4 separate regions of the Gossypium arboreum genome follow, and regions 1, 2 and 3 are each linked to region 4. The links are chromatin contacts, called in public Hi-C maps. All regions are on one chromosome and are shown on one strand. The core of a region is the stretch at or near the end of the contact, and the rest is flanking DNA. Distances in the headings are between cores, read along the strand shown.

The links. A called contact is a pair of places that touch in the nucleus more often than the background predicts.
Region 1: a contact with region 4 is called in a Hi-C map of leaf, with 4 times the contacts expected there. The contact joins the promoter of LOC128279312 here to the promoter of LOC108467168 in region 4. A contact is called at or near these places in 2 of 5 Hi-C or Micro-C datasets (both in leaf).
Region 2: a contact with region 4 is called in a Hi-C map of leaf, with 3 times the contacts expected there. The contact joins the promoter of LOC108466471 here to the promoter of LOC108467168 in region 4. A contact is called at or near these places in 3 of 5 Hi-C or Micro-C datasets (all in leaf).
Region 3: a contact with region 4 is called in a Hi-C map of leaf, with 3 times the contacts expected there. The contact joins the promoter of LOC108467720 here to the promoter of LOC108467168 in region 4. A contact is called at or near these places in 2 of 5 Hi-C or Micro-C datasets (both in leaf).

What each region holds. Positions count from the first base shown.
Region 1 is chr2:67,904,617-67,907,316 of ASM2569848v2, reverse strand. LOC128279312 reads left to right here and starts at 1,253. Exons shown (of 2, transcript XM_053022417.1): 1 at 1,253-1,652; 2 at 1,886-1,929. The coding sequence starts at 1,253. The coding sequence ends at 1,929. LOC108469159 (a long non-coding RNA gene) reads left to right here and starts at 1,930. Exons shown (of 4, transcript XR_001869049.2): 1 at 1,930-1,948; 2 at 2,158-2,271; 3 at 2,393-2,453; 4 at 2,537-2,700.
Region 2 is chr2:67,129,151-67,131,850 of ASM2569848v2, reverse strand. It overlaps LOC108466471, which reads left to right and starts at 1,353. Exons shown (of 3, transcript XM_017766832.2): 1 at 1,353-1,689; 2 at 2,144-2,300; 3 at 2,612-2,700. The coding sequence starts at 1,687. The coding sequence ends at 2,658.
Region 3 is chr2:67,833,069-67,835,796 of ASM2569848v2, reverse strand. It overlaps LOC108467720 (nuclear transport factor 2B-like), which reads right to left and starts at 1,443. Exons shown (of 4, transcript XR_008278790.1): 1 at 1,046-1,443.
Region 4 is chr2:67,449,548-67,452,247 of ASM2569848v2, reverse strand. It overlaps LOC108467168 (histidine kinase 3-like), which reads right to left and starts at 1,285. Exons shown (of 11, transcript XM_017767718.2): 1 at 136-1,285. The coding sequence starts at 624.

The DNA.
Region 1 (2,700 bases), core at 4-2,503, 460 kb before region 4:
TAAAAAGGATTCAATAATCAGTAACAAGATGATTCACAAATTATCTCTTCAAATTCATCAGACTTAGGCTCCCTTTGGATTAGATTTTACCCACAATGAGATGGAATATTGGGTGAATATTCCTTTTCACTGCACTAATTTCTTGTTTGGAAGATTTTAAGGTGCAGTGCAATTGAGCACTCTCACCATACTGCTGTTCTCAATTTTCACTGAAGCCAAAGGTGCCAGTGGTGAAGAAACTGAGGTGAGTGGTTTTATTACCCTTGTTCTTTGTTTTTTTTTTTTTTTGAGTTTTATAGAAAGTAAAATATTATTAGATATTATTATATAATAATTTAATAAATATATAAATTTATTGTCATAAATATATAATTTTAATTATTATTTAATATAAAATAATTTAAATATGTTTTATTATTTATTATTAATATAATTTAAAAATATTTAAATTTTATTGCATATGATTATAATATTTTAATTATCATTTTATAAAAATAAAATTTTATTTTATGTTATATTATTTAATATTAATATAAATTTAATTATTTATTTTATTATAAATACATTGTAAATTAATGTCTATAATGGTCATTTTTTATTCTCATCTCACCGCTACAGCTACGTTTGAATCCAAACACATATCCACCGCTATTTCTAATCTCACCGCTATAGTATTCAATCTCACCACTACAGTAATTAATCTCACCACTACCATTATTTTTAACCTCACCGGAAGTAAACACACCGCCCATCCAAACTAAGCATTAAACAGCTCTAGCAATTTGAGAACAATAAAAATGGGAAAATGGCACATCTAAAAAGATTCAGAAATTGTAATAGTAAAAATTCGAAATTTGATAAAGATTATACTTCTTAAAAAAGAACTGTGTTATCTGTTAAGTTTGTTATGATTATCCACTTGGCAATGCCAATATGCTCCACGTCATCCCCCAAACTCATTAAAGGGAAAACAAAGTTGCAAATTCCAATTCGAACTTGGAAATTTCTCTTTACGGGGGGATTTCTGCGAGTTCCATTAATTGGAAATAACAGCAGTACCGTGTCTCCTCCCCCACAAGCTGAACCTTTGCCTGCCAGTTGTTTTTTCTTATCCAGTCAAACAACGGGCTACATCATTCTCCCTCAATTGTTTTACCCTAAATTAAATTTTTTTAATAGAACTCTTTTGATTACAGGGTCTAGGAATTTTTCATATTCCAATTTCCTGTTCGATGTTGGCTGAGAAAAAAAAATGATGAGGAGACGATTGGAAAATCAGCGGCATGAGGATCAGTATTCGAGGGCTTTCCACGAGCTTTCGGGACTGGTTATGAGCCTTCTACGATCGCCGCTAGCTCCGGTTCCTTCCGCCAGCCAATCACCAGCGTTGTCCACAAGGCCTCATTCCCCACCAGTACCGACAATGAAGAAGATATCACCGTCCGGATTCGCTTTGCTGATGTTAGGGACATCGGTTTCGTTGATGCTGTGTGGATCAGTTACTTTCTTTATAGGATTCATGTTTATGCCTTGGCTTCTTTGTTTGGTCATGGTTCTTTACATTGCTGGAATTGTTTCTGCGGTTTCCATGTTATGTCGTTCTACTATTTGTTATGCCATGGCCCCTCTGCTGCGGCGGAAGGAAATTCCTGGTAGTTTATTTATTTATTTATTCTTCTTAAAATACTTTAAAAAAAAAAACATTTTAGATGATACTGTATGTACGGTTGATGTAATGTTGTTGTCTTTGGCATTCAATATTACGTCTTTTTTACGTTTTGATTTCATGATTTGGATGTTTCATTTTTTACAAACATTCGTTGTGTTTTGTTATCTGATACTAGGTTTTGTGATGCTTTAATTCTACTAAATAGGTCTTTTACAGAGCAGGAATTAAATCCCCAGAATTTGCAGAATAGAGCTTCATAATGAACGACTGGCTTTTAAGGTGAATTTTGATTCTCCTGCGTTTTATATCTGGAATACTTAGAATGCTTTAAATTATTAAACTTTATGCGTTGATCTTCAATGCCTGCTTTTAATGCCATCAAGGGTGAAAAATTTTGTTGAGAGTGAAAATATGAGTAAGAAATACCTAAACATAATAAATGCATTTGTTTTGGGCACTCACTGAGATTATGGGTATGAAAAGTTCAGCATATGACAAAAATTGCTGGTGTGGAAGAAGACAATAGCTAGTAGTGGATTGTTTATACCGCTGTTGGCTGATCAAACTAGCTGAATTTGATGAATAATATGGCAGCAAACTAGGTTAGTTTACTTTGTTGTACCTGACATCTCTGCTTTTCAGCATTCATTTGTTATGAAGAGACTGAATCTTTGTTAGCATGAAACTACCTTTGCCTTTATTTTGCTTAATATTTTGTGATAGGCATTGCAGAGTGGAAGCTGATGTGGGTGATTGGTGCTGCATATACAAGAGAGTTTAGCAGGTTTCTTCAAGTATTAATGCTGATTATATTCTTGGTCTAGTTGAAGCATTTAACTCATCAATGATTGTTCTTATTTGCCACAGGAAATGGGATGGTTCACTTCTCAGGTGTTATCCAAAATGGTGGCAGTGGCAGATACAAATGGAAATGAATATGAGAAAGGTTCAAGAAATTGAGCTTTCTTAATAAGCCTTTTGATTTTAAAAGATGCATGGTTTGTATGATATTAGAGCTTATGAAACTCATC
Region 2 (2,700 bases), core at 104-2,603, 320 kb after region 4:
TTCGATTAAGATTTTGGCGGGAGGTCAAACAATTGAGGAATAAAAATATAGCACTCGTGAAAGTTTTGTGGCATAGACATGGAGTCGAAGAAGCCACATGGAACCTGAGGAGTCCATGAAAGATCAATACCCCAACTTATTCACTGGTAAGATTTTCGGGGACGAAAATCCCAAAGAGGGAGAATTATAACAACCCAATTTCGGGCTTAGTTGGAACAGTGGTTTCGGGATCACAAATTCGAGGCTTAGAAATTATTTTTATTATTATTTTGGTTTCATAGTATGATTATACGAGTGTATGAAAATTTTGGTGAATTAATTTTAGCGTTTGTGAGCTTAATTGCAAAAAAGGACTAAACTAGTCTCTAAACTTTAAATTATTTTAATTGCATCCTCATATTGATAATACTCATATTGATAATGATATAAGAGTTAATTGTATTATACATCCCCAAACTATGATCCTTATTCTAAACTAGTCTCTAAACTTTAAATTATTTTAATTGCATCCTCAAACTATCAATGTTATATCAATCAGTCCTTCCATTATTGAAATCGTTAATTTAACCATTAACCGACATGTAAAATATTATATGACAATTTAAAATGAAAATTTAAAAAAATTAAATAGTTGTTGGATAACTTTTTAATTAAATACTAATAAAAAAAGTAAACAAAAGAGAAAGAGAGAGAGAGTGAGTGAGTGAATGATAGCTTTTATAAAAGCTTCAAAAACCTCAAAACTAATATTTACAACATTCATTTCTACAATATTAATTTTTCTTTAAAAATTTTTCATTTTAAATTATGTCACCTTAATGGTTAAATTAACAATTTTAATAATGGAATGGCCTTATTGATATAACATTGCAATGGCGAAGCCAAGGGGCTGGCAGAGGCCCCAACACACTCTAGAATGGAAAATTTTTCATTTAGGCCCATTTATACTTTATAAAATTTTAAATTAGCAATGATAAAGTTGCACTTTGGCCTCCAAAAATGATTAAAAAAATTGCATTAATGCTTTAAAAATTATAAATATATAATATATTAAAATGGTGAAATTGTATTTTTACTATAGTAAAAATATACAATTTAATTCCGCCCCAAAAAAATTTATGGCTTCACCCTTATAACATTGATAGTTTGAGGATGTAACTAGAATATTTTAAAGTCTGATGACCAATTTAAAATAAGTTATAATTTGGGGATGTTTGATGTAATTAAACTCATTACCATATCCGAAACGTTTTCACTAATTATCCATAAAAGAAACATCTTTCTCTACTGCTAAAGAGACAAAATAGGAAAACGGGTTTAACACAATTATTGAAACTAAAGCCCATTGATCTGCCCATTTACACAAAAAGGTCTACGTATACCAAGCAACCAATTAGATCGCGCCACGTTTACCAATTTGCGTGAGCTAACCAATCAGGACGAAGTCCATGACCCTTCATTTTACCGTATAATGCGGATGAATTAATCAGCAGCATACATAGCCCCTTATAACGACAACCCGGGATATTTTCGCGAAGCGAGGAATAACACCCCCCCCCCCCACCAAAAAAAAAAAAAAGAAAAAACACACACCCAAGTAAAAAATCGTCGCCGTAAAAGAAAGAGAAGAATTTCGCCTGAAATTTCCTTCGCTTTCTCGACCTGCTACCTCGTCTCTCCCACATCATGGTAATCTTTTTATTTCCTCTTTTCTTTCTTTTTTTTTTTTTTGCATATTATATGAATCGATCTGAGCTATGCTTTCTTACGCTTCAATTTATCTTTTTCGAATTAAACCGGTTGCAGACTTATATAGATTGTAGATCTCAATTTAGCATAATTATGTCCTCAACAATTTAATCATGTGCTTGTTCGAATTTTTTTTTGAATGAATTAGGTAGACGGACCTTGACTCAACCCTTTTACTACTATTCATCATTTTATTCTCAATATTGAGTATTTGTGAATTTTGTTTCTTTTCTTATCAAATTTCGAGTTATAAAAAAAGTGGGAAAAGTAAGAACACCAGTGTTTTTCCTCCAGTATAATTGCTAAATCCATCAGCATGATCGAAAATATGCATAAACTATTTCTTTTTTTAAATCTAAATTTAAATGGGATCCCTCTGATCTGGTTTGTGCAGACAACATCAAGGCGCCTTGCAGACAGGAAAGTGTTGAAGTTCGAAAAGAACATAACAAAGAGAGGAGCTGTTCCTGAAACAAGCACAAAAAAGGGGAAGGATTATCCTGTTGGCCCTATGTTGCTTGGGTTCTTCGTTTTCGTTGTCATTGGATCATGTAAGATTCCTGGCTGCTTATCTTTTCACCATTATATGTCCTTGGATATTTAGCATTGACTTTTGTTGTACCAAATACAATACTTGATTTTGCTACCGATATGTTCAGCACGTTCTCATAATGTGTGTTGTTTCACCGGTGAATATTCTAATTTTGTTCGGTATGGACCTTATTAGCATGATATTTGGGAACTTGAATTTTAAAAGATGAATTTATTTTTCTAAAATGGTGTTAGTTGTGTGATAAAACACATAAATATCATGACCTTGCAGCACTGACTTAAATCTTGTTTTTTTCATCATCTGTTTCAGCTCTCTTCCAGATTATCAGGACAGCGACCAGTGGAGGCATGGCATAAGGCTGCATATAGCCCATGTTAAAAAAAAAAATGCAGAAGAGA
Region 3 (2,728 bases), core at 194-2,693, 380 kb before region 4:
CTTAAAAAAGTACTTTTTTCAGAGTTTAGCCATTAGATAAAAAGAGGCCCTTATTGCACAAAATTAAACAGAACGTTGAGCCATAAATACGTATCAAACTATATAAGTTTGCTCTACGAGAAAGCAAGGCATATAAGTCACAAGCAAAATCATCAATGTCTACAGTTGAGGAGAGATATCACTGGTTTTTCTTTTATATCATGCTCACGATAGAGTTGCCAAGAAACAACATTGAGAAGATGTTTGATAATCTTTCACAGTACGCAATGTGAGCACCCACCATCTATTTCTTATGCGAAAAATGTAATAGGCAAGCATAAAAGATTAAAATAAACAACCGAAGGCTTGCCTATGATAAAAAAACTTCAGGAACAAAAGAACTCTTGATTGCTACAATTATTTATAACACGTAAACATACAGACAGGAATCATAGACAATCTTACAACACTTATTTTAAAAATTTAATTAGATCCTTATTTTATCCAGATAAATAAATAAGAATATGGGGTAACGGTGATGTTTGTAATCTCAAAAAATCATCACAGACGATCATATAAGTCAACTCCATATGCAGAGCCACATAGGGCAAAACAAAATAAGAAATAGCAGGTGTTCCATCGGCAAGATGGTGGATCCAAAATATCTATATCTTTGAAAATTCATGACACAGTTTAATGAAATCGACACTGTTAATTATATCGAGTATATCATACATGTTTCCCTTATTAATTCAGTTATCAAAAGGAATGGAAAACAAGCGATCACTGAAATATAATGTAAACAGCAGAGAGTTTTATATGCATTAAACAGCCAATTCAATTCTTAGAATCCTGAAGAATAAATAAAAAAATTCAAGAGGGAGTTACAACAGATCAAAAACTCACTTAAAAGATCCATCACTAACAAATCGAATCGCGAAATTAATACCATCGATAACACCGATGAGATCAACAGTGTCACACAGATTAGCCTTAGATCGATCGCTCAAGTACATATAAAAAACCCAAAAAAACAAAATAAAACAAAAGATGCAAAGAGAGCTACCTGGCTAAACTTGAGAGCATGTTGTTCGCCGGCAAGTTGTAGTGTTCCAGAGACGAAAACGAGGACGCCGCCAGCGCCAGATGGCTGGCAATCGACGGTGGTAATATTGTGCTTGCACTGCTGGAAAGGAAGGCTGGTTAGCTTAGCGACAATGCTCTGAGAGCCTTGGATCTTTTGACCTTCAAAGGTCAACATGGAACGTTCCTGGTAGAGATTGGCTAAACCGGCCCGGTTCGCATCGAATGTGGAGTAGTAGTGATCGACAAAAGCCTTGGCTACAGCGTCTGGATCCATCGATTTTTCGTTTTGTTTATCAGAGTTTGAGCCGTCAACAGAGAAGGGCACTGACACAGGAATTAATAGGAGAGACCAGCCGAGCCCATCCAAAATTGTGTATTTATAGGAGGATTCATCTAGCGGCTGAATTTGAATCATAAAAATCTAAAGGACAAGGGGCTGCCAGCGTGTTCCTTCTTTCTTTTGGATCGTTTATACACCCGCTTTACTGTCTATCAATTAGCGGATCATTCTTTGCGTCAACCTAACGCAGCCCAACCGTTTTTCTTTTACCTAATTTTATTTGAAAGAAATTTTGAAATTATTTTTTTATTGAAAGAAGTATTATTTTTGGAGTAAGAAAAATATATGTTTTTATCTCTAAATTTTTGAAGTATATACTAGATTTTGTCACAGAGTAAAAATGTATGTAATAAATATAAAAATAATATATTAATAAAATTACTATAATTGAAATGGTAAAATTAAAAGATTAAATATCATAATATATTGACTTGTGATCTTATTATGCATAAGTATTTTTATAAAGTTTATACTGAAAAATAAAATTACTCTCAAAATAATAGCCATTATCTATTAAAAATTATATATATATATATATATATATTAGTAAATTTATTACTAAGTTGATAACTTAATTGAGGGTGACATAACTCTCTCATAAAGATCTAATAAAGAAAAAGAAAAGTTAAAAGAATGATTTTTACTTTTTAACAATTTGGGAATGAAAACTAAACTATCTTTCGACTTGAACATATTTTTAAAGAACTAAAAAAAATATAAAACGAAATGTTTTATAGCTTTAACAATTTTAAAAGAAACACTCAATTGTTTCAAAAAGTTTCAAAAGAAAACAAGCTTAAAGAAACTTTTAAATATAATAAGAGAAACAAAATTACCTTTCAAATTATATTTATTGCTCATTAAAATTATGAATTTTAGTAAATTCATTATTAAATTGATGATTCAATTGAAATTGACACTAGTTCAGTAAAATACTTAAATATAATAATAGATATTATTGTTTAAACCCTAAGTGAGTTAATGTCACAAGTCAACCAATCACTATGTCAATAATAAAAGTTAGGAAAATACTCTTCCATGTATAAATCAAGTAGAGTAAATTGCACCATATTTTCCCAAACTTAATTCTTACATTAAATTTGTCTCAAAACTTTAAATTACATCATCAAACTTTTGAGATTATATGAATTATATCATTCAATTATTAAAATCATTAATTTTATTATTAAATGTGATACATTAAATCTATCCTGACATAATTTAAAATTAAAAAACCTTAAAATGAAAAAAGGTTAAAAAAGTAAAAAGAAACGCAAAACCAGACAACTTTTGCCCCATAACTGTATAAATTAAAACTTAAAA
Region 4 (2,700 bases), core at 36-2,535:
ACAAACACTCAGACCTGGTTTGGCTATCAAGTTGACAAGATCATTACTTGATAAACCGATCCTGATCAATAAAGCAAAGGAAATGCATAATCATCTATCTTAACTAAAAGTTACAAGATGAGGATATTAACTTACCTGATCAATAGCCGAGGGGGTTTTGCCATGGTGGAAAGTTGAGATAAAAATGGAGATGGCCTGGATATGGTTCATGCTTACATTAAACTGATCCTGCAGCATCCTAGCTCTCTCATCACACATGCTAGCCAATGTCTCCTTCCTCTTTTCGGTAGCTTGAAAGCTCATATAATAGAGTATAGAAATAGAAGCCAAAATCCAACCAATTATCCATGAAAACAAGAGCTTTCTCCACCAAGTCTTGCTAATTCTCTTGGAACCCACATACTGGTAATATTGATGGTGGATGTTGAAGCTATAGTTTGAGAACTTGTCCCAGAATTTCAACCACATCTTACTACCACTATGACCAAGGAGAACTGTCTCAGCGTCCTTAAATTCACCATTAATGAACCAGTTCATGGAAATCATAGATGCTACCCAGCAACATAACATCCAAAGCAGATGCCCCACCTTTAAACCAAACCCAAATACATGGAGCAAACTCATCCAAGAAACAGTGACCAATTGTGGGTCTTACTTCCTTCTTAATTCCAGCTAAAGACAGAGACCCACTGTCAAATCTATAGAAACTGTGTAGTAAAATTCTGCATCAACAGAAAAGAACCTTGGGATAAGATGAACCCTCTCCCAGCAAACTCCAAATTTACCATGTGACAGACTGTAAGGCCTTGGACCGTGAGGGAAAGAAAAAAAGATGCTATCTTATCCAGCAATATAGCTTTCTAACTGAGGATGGCAAAATAGAAAACCCAGAATTGAGAAAGATAAAAGGAAATTTTTTCACAATAACCACAAAAAAGAATCAAAACCCCCCACAAGATTCTGAGTTTCTAATTACAAACACGAATTATATATTATACTACTGCAACACTGTAGTGCCGGTACTACCAGTATATTTTATTAATTTTTGTCTTTAAATATAAAATAATATAACAAATGAGAAATTTTCTTTTTGCTTTTTTTGTCTAAGTGTACAACTTCTACACGCTTTTAACTCTCTATTCTCGGGTTGGCTGTACTTTATGATAACAAAAGTACCCTTTGCTGCTCTGCATGAAAACAAATTTCTATACCAATTAACATAATTTCTTTTTCTTTTTTATTCGACTTTTGTACCCATTTTTGAGATTAGGAGCCCTCTAATTTTTCGAAGTTGTCAAAAACATTAGATCAAGAAGACGATAGAGTTTTTAAGAACTTGCTTCATTGAATTAAAGGTAGCAATAATTCCTATTTTGGATTATTGAATTTAGGGTATACTAAACATACAACTCGGATTCTTTCATACGGTAAATATTATTTTTCTATTAAAATTATCTGATTAAAAATATCAAAAAATTGTTCTATAATAACAAAATTTAGTCATTAATTTTTATACCCTATTTTTAATTTAGCATATACTTTTTATTTGAAGCAAAATAACCCTTAATTTTTAGTACTATTTTATCTTATTATCACATCTATGTTTTATTTTTAAATTTAGAACTTCTTTTATAATCTTTTGACACTTTTTTTTATAATTTTTGGAATCATAATTTTTAGCTTAAAATATGCCATAATTATCTCTAATATTTATAAATTTAGAATTTAATCCCTATACTTTTAAATTTTAAAATTTAAGTCTAATTATTGAAATTATTAAAATTATTGTGTTAAATTTAGATTCATTAGAATGTTATTTTTAGTTACATTGCAATCAAGTGAATATTTTATTTCAAAATGTCACATTAATAAATTTAACAAAACAATTAATATAATTAACAATTGAATCTAAATTTTAAAATCTAAAAATAAAAGATCAAACTCTTAAGAATAAAATACAAAACTAAATTTCAATTTTATGAACAACACAAGTCTTTAACCTAATTTTTACTAATGCTCTACGATATTTTAGAATTTTTGTTGTAATAAAATATAGATAAAGTAGTGTCATGTAAATGATAAAAGTTGATAGTAAATTGCTAGATGGTTAATTTAGTTCAAACAAAAGAGTAGGGAAAAATCAATGAATGTGTAAAAATTAATGGCTAAATTTATTGTTATGTTTTATATATAAAATGCCAAAATAAACATTTAATAGCATAAATTTAAATTTAATGAAAGAATGAAATATATAAAGACTAATTTACCCATTGTTATCTTGAATTAAGTATTAATTTTATATGTATATCATAAACTTTTAATTTATCTAATTATATTTTTTTTGGTTAAAATGTGCCAATAGTCCTTGTACCTTTCAAAATTAGGAATTTTGTCATTATACTTGTATTTATAGAAATTTAGTCTTTTACTTTTCGATTTCAAATTTTAGATCCAAATATTAATACTGTTAATTTTTTTAGGTTAAATTTATTATTGTGACATTTTAAAATAAAAAAGTACTCACTTAGTAGCCATGTTATTAAAAAAGAATGTAATTAACTTGAATTCAACTAAAAAATTAATCAGATTATCAGTTGGACTTGAATTTTAAAATTTAAAAATAGATAGAATAAATTTCTGAAAATACAAGTACAAAAACTAAATTTCAAATTCAATTACAATTACATGTTTAAAGAATCA